Regions from separate parts of the Columba livia genome. Here region 2 is linked to region 1. Evidence: chromatin contacts called from public Hi-C data. All regions are on one chromosome and are shown on one strand. The core of a region is the stretch at or near the end of the contact, and the rest is flanking DNA. Distances in the headings are between cores, read along the strand shown. Region 1 holds the start of AR (androgen receptor). Region 2 overlaps OPHN1 (oligophrenin 1).

The links. A called contact is a pair of places that touch in the nucleus more often than the background predicts.
Region 2: a contact with region 1 is called in a Hi-C map of crop, with 1.6 times the contacts expected there. The contact joins the enhancer-like site here to the promoter of AR in region 1. A contact is called at or near these places in 2 of 2 Hi-C or Micro-C datasets (crop and liver).

What each region holds. Positions count from the first base shown.
Region 1 is chr12:446,284-448,980 of bColLiv1.pat.W.v2, reverse strand. AR (androgen receptor) reads right to left here and starts at 1,367. Exons shown (of 10, transcript XR_010475586.1): 1 at 1-1,367.
Region 2 is chr12:509,064-511,760 of bColLiv1.pat.W.v2, reverse strand. OPHN1 (oligophrenin 1) reads left to right here. Exons shown (of 24, transcript XM_065077311.1): 19 at 373-532. Among named protein-coding and RNA genes, the nearest start is that of YIPF6, 41 kb to the left of the region's middle. Within about 2 kb of position 1,325, at least 1 of the 3 cell types and tissues checked has an H3K27ac peak away from gene starts, as active enhancers do.

The DNA.
Region 1 (2,697 bases), core at 118-2,617:
CCGGCCCGCCGGGTACCAGGCGTCAGCGGGGAAGTCGGCGGTGTCGGCTGCCGGTCCGCGGCTGCAGCCGAAGGGCCCGGCGGGCGGCTCGGCGCAGGGCCCGTACAGCTGCTCCTCCTCGGCGAAGAAGGCGGGCCAGGAGGACGCGGGGCCCGGCGGGGCCATCTCGGCGCCGTAGCGGCACGGAACGGCCCAGCCGCCGCCCGCCGCCGGCCCCGGCGGGCTCTCCAGCTTGATGCGGGCGGGCGGCGGCGCCAGGCTGAAGCCGGCGGGCGGCCGCGCCGCGGGCCCCGGGGAGCCGCGGTAGAGCCCCGGCCCGGCGGGCGCGTCGACGGCCAGCACGGCCTCGGCGCCCGCGAAGGCGGCCGGGGCGGGCAGCGGCTCCGGCGGGTCGGCGGGCGGGCGCGGGGCGCGGGGCGGCGCGGCGGGCAGCGCGAACATGCAGTCCTCGCGGGGCAGCGGCTCCCCCGGCGCCTCCAGCGCCTCCAGGGCCAGGCCCATGGAGGCGGACACGGCTCTGCAGAGCTGCTTGGCGCTGTCGCCCAGCGGGTCCTCTTTGGGCTCCGCTTCGGCCTCGGGCGGCGGCAGCAGCGGCAGCGCGCCCGCCTCGCACAGCAGCTCCCTCAGCTCGCCGGAGCCGGGGAAGGGCGAGCCCATGGCGGGGCCGGCGACCGGCATCCCCTTCCCGGCGCCGCGGGGCTCCTGGGGCGGCAGGCAGGCGGGCGAGCCCGGCGGCGGCCGGGGGCTCGGCGGGCAGGGCGCGCACGCCGGCGGCTGCTGCTGGCTGGTGCCCGGCTCCTCCCGCGGCGCCTGGAACGCCTCGCAGACGCTCTGGAAGAAGGTCTGAAAAGCCCCGCGGAAGGTCCTGCCCGCCGCCCGCGGGTAGACGCGGCCGACCCCCAGCTGCACCTCCATGCCTACCGAGCGCGGGGCAGCCACAGCGGCAACGGCGGGAGCGGAGAGCACCGGCAGGCTTCCCCCGCCCGCCCGCCCGCCCAGCGGGCTACCAGCCGCGCTGCCCCGCGGCGCCCATCCCCGCCGGAGCGCCGTGCCGGGCGGCGAGCGGCGGGCACGATGCTCGGAGCGCGCAACAGGCGGAAAAAGTTGGAGCCGGCGGAGCGAGCAGCTGCGTGCGCCCCGTGTGAGCGGCGGCGAGGACAGCGCGGCAGGCAGGCTGCGGGGGAAGGAGGTGCGGCGGGGGAGCCCGCCCCGCGCCGCCGGCCGAGGGCTCTGCAATGATTAATCCGGTCCCCGCCGCGGAGGGAAGCGGCACCCGCCCTGCCCGCGGCTCGGCTCCCCCTCCGGCGGCAGCGGAGCCCCGCGGGGCGGCCCAGGCGCTGCGCGGCCGCGGAGCTGCAATTTCTGGGCTCGGCGCCGCAGGCGCGCCGGCCCCCGCGGGCGGAGCGGGACGGGACGGGACGGGGAACAGCGCCCGCCCCCACGGGCTCTGGGCGAGCGCCCGGGCCCAGCGGGGCGGAGCGGGGCTGCGGCGGCCCCGGTTCCCGGGATGGCGCCTTCCCCTCGCCCGCAGCTCGGGAGGGCACACGGCCGAGCCGGATTCAGCGGCGAAAACGCTTCTTTCCGCAGTGTACTGAGGTAGTCGGTGCTCAGCAGCTTCCCCCGGCTGGGCCTGGCCAAGGGCACCTGTGCGACCCCAGCACCTGTGCACCTTTCACTTGGCACCCGAGGGAACCAGCCACCCTCTCCTTTCCCAGTGGGAGAGTTTGCTCCCACCTTCTTCTGCTCCGCATCTTGCAACAATCCCCGCTCCCCACCGGCGAGAAACAGCAGGTTGGTGCATCTTGTGCATCTGCACCACTGCTCTGGGTGCAGGTGAGCTTGAAAAAGACCAAATAGCCAGCAGACATCGTTAGTGTTAGACCTACCGTAAACAACACTTGAGCTCCCCTTACTGGTCCCGTAATAACGGAACCCATTACCGGAACAATACTCATTTAAGATAGGTTAAAACAAGCCCCTTAATTTCAACCCTTTTCTGGACAAAGGGAAAAAAAGTAATGATTTGTTGCAAATGGAGAAGTGGAGCCAGTTGGGAAAGTGAAGACTCATGTCCAGCCTTTTAAAAGCATTTTTACAAGCCATGGAAGATAAAAATAATAAAACTAAATCCAGCCAAGCAAAATTTGGCAGTGTCCTCCATGCTGCCTGTGACGCAGAGAAGCCGGCGGGTCTGTACTGACAAGTAATAGAGCCCCTAAAATAATAAAGAAGCTCAGCTAAACCCTCAAAGGGTAAAAATGGAGGGAGATACTGTGAAATAGGTGTGGAGTTCCTGTTTAAACACTCGCAGGTCTCAGCGATCCTGCCCGCTCCCTGGAGCTCCGTCCGGCACATCGCAGTGCGGTGCGGGGGAGCCGAGCAGCTGCAGCTCCGCGGCAGGGACACGGACAGGCCGGGGAAAGAAACCCGGAGAGACAAGGAGGACTCTGTGCGGCCAAGGGCTCACCACGGTACACACTGCTCTTCACGTCCCCACGCGGGGAAGAGCCTTAAGAACATGGGGGAGACTTGTGAAAGAAGCGTCTCCTGCGGGAATAAGGTTGTGTGCATCGCTTTTCAAAAAGCTGGTATAAAAGGCTTAACTGGATTTTCTAAAAGATTAGTACCATTAGTGTGTATATATATATATATATTTTCCTGGGCACAGCTGAGTGTACGAACCCGCTGCTCCCGCCA
Region 2 (2,697 bases), core at 76-2,575, 63 kb before region 1:
CCCACATTCAGTCCTCCTCCTTCAGACAAAGGAGAAACTAAAACCAAAAGTCGGTTCTGGATAAACAGGATATTCCCATTTAAATGGTTCCTTTTGTGTGTGTGTTGCGCAGATGACTTTTCATGCAGAGTGAGAAGAGGAGCTGGAGTGGGAAGGGACACATAAAATGCTGTCGGCGTGTTGCTCTCCCAAACATGCGTGCCATAGCCAGAGACGTGTTATCTCTGGGAGAGCTGGGAAACAAATTCTGCTGAAACAGAATGAAGAAAACAGAATGACTGATCCTTACACTATCGTTTTCTATTGCTTGAAGTAAGATCTGTTTGAAAAAGCCCAAACCAAGCCCTGTTCCTCTTTCCCTCCTCTCTGCAGCGTGTGCGAGCACAGCCGGGAGAACCTGATGTCCCCGTCTAACATGGGGGTGATATTTGGACCGACCCTCATGCGGGCCCAGGAGGACACCGTGGCAGCGATGATGAACATCAAGTTCCAGAACATCGTGGTCGAGATCCTCATCGAGCACTTTGGGAAGGTAGGGGCTGCTCCGGCGGCTCCATCGCTCCATCAGCTGTTGCTGCAGCAACGAGGGAGCTCGGGTCTTTTTGCCCGAGTCTCCGCGGGGCCCGCGGGGTTTGTATAATACACTGCTCAGAAATGCTTGGGAAGGAAACACAAAGTATTGCAGCTGTGTTCCTCGCTCTTCCCTGTAGCTAGTTCTGAAAGAAGCTCTGACTCTAGGGATTTTTGCTTTTCTTTTTAAACAAGAGGAATCTTTATTGAAAAAAATAACCTATTCTGTGCCTGGAGATTACAGGCAGGCCTTTACATGTTCCTTTGCTGAAGGCAGGAGCCAGGCCGGAGCATAACTCGTTTCAATGGGCACAGTCCATGATGAGACACTCTACAGGGGAAAAACCAGAATATTCCACTGACTTCTGTATTAGTGCTTTTCTCCTTGTGCTGTCTGATACAGTGGCTTAGAGTTTTCAGGGTGGCAGAGGATGATAGAGTTGTATTTCGATATTTAAAACTTGAGCAGCATTTGCATTTGGATCAGCATTCCAGGGCCCAGATCACTCTCCTGTTAACAGCACTCGCTTTGGAGGAGCGAGTTTGGTCCTTCAGCTTGTCATAATGCTTGATGTTACAGAGTGTACAAGCAACCTCTTACGTTTTAGGGGAAAAGACAGTTGGAAGCCATCCTTTAAAGGGATGGGAAGTTGGAAGCCATCCTTTAAAGGGATGGGAAGTTGGAAAGCATCCTTTAAAGGCCGTTGTTGGCTGTGGGGCAATAGGGCAGTGCTCCCAGCAGACAGGGCAGCCCCCATGCAGAGGTGATGCTCCCTTTTTGGGAAGGGGAAATGAGGCCGGAGCTGAGAGAGCGGAGTTCTTGCCAAAGCAGTTGTGGGGTGGGAGCAACCCCCCGGGGACCAGATGGGTGCACAGGACTTGGTTGTGGTGCGGGGGTTCCCACCAGAGAAACGAGATGAAAGGGCTCGGAGAGGCTTTTGAGCATCCACACGAGAAGCTCATGGAAATCACAAGCCAGGCTCTGTGTAGGTCTCTGCGAATGCTTGTCGTAGGTTCCCGCAGCAGAACAGTGACTCGTTTGTGTGTCGGGTGCTCTCTCAACTCGCTGCACACCCCAGCCGGTCCGCCCCTCGCGCGCAGCCCGCGCTGCCGCTGAGTCAACACGCCATTTACACTGCCACCTCCAAGAGCTGCAGGTACAGCTTTAATTAAGCCAGACATCTCTTTGCTTGCTTTTAATTTCTTCAGATATAAGATTAAGTTGGTGACATTTATTAGATTGAGCTTGTAAGCGCAGCGTCAGAGTTGAGAGTGTCTTCAGCTCACACATGAGCAAACACTCTAAATGAGCCTGGAGGAAGAGCGGGATGTAGTTGATACGGTGCATTATGAACACTCCAAGGACAAAGTAACTGTTCATGAAGTCTTTGTGGACAATTCCTGTTTCCACAGCTTATGTTTCAGTGCCATGGTTAAATTAGATAAGTTGATAACTCTGGAAACACTGTCTTCCCTGTACAAACCTTCTAACTACGAGGGTCTGTCAATATCTTTGTACCTTCAGGTTGCTTAACTTGGGTTTTCATTTGGAAGGCAGAAGCAGAGCAGAGGCTGCACCCCCATCTTAGGCAGAGTAGTTTGCGGTGGGGTTTATTATGGGTTTCAGATGTTGCAAAGCATCTCATCAGAACAGCTTTGTGTGGTACCTGTATAAGCATCCATGGGGAAAACAATATTGGACTCTTGTCAAGATACAGGAATGAGGTTGATGTTTCCAAAACACTGCCCTGCTGCAGGTAATCCTTTGCTGTTTTAATAATGCGTGAGCTGCTGCTTTTACATCATGGGCTGTTATGTCACAGCAAATTCCTCTGAATCCGGGCAGGGGGAACACACCGCACTTGGTGTTCTGGAGCAGAGAACGTGTGCTGGCCCCGCAAAGGACAGAGACCCCAGCATTGAGCACCGGCAGCCCCGCTGTGCCCCCACTGTGCCCCCAACGGCCCCCGTGTGCCCCCGACAGCCCCGCTGGGCCCCCAGCAGCCAAAGCTGCCAGCTGGGGGTTTGGAGCTCGGCGGGGGCTCTGCCCCGGGTGTGTTGCTCCTGTCTCGGTGCAGAGCGGGGCAGATGAAGTCGGGAGCAGAGCCCGAGCGCATGGTGTCTGTA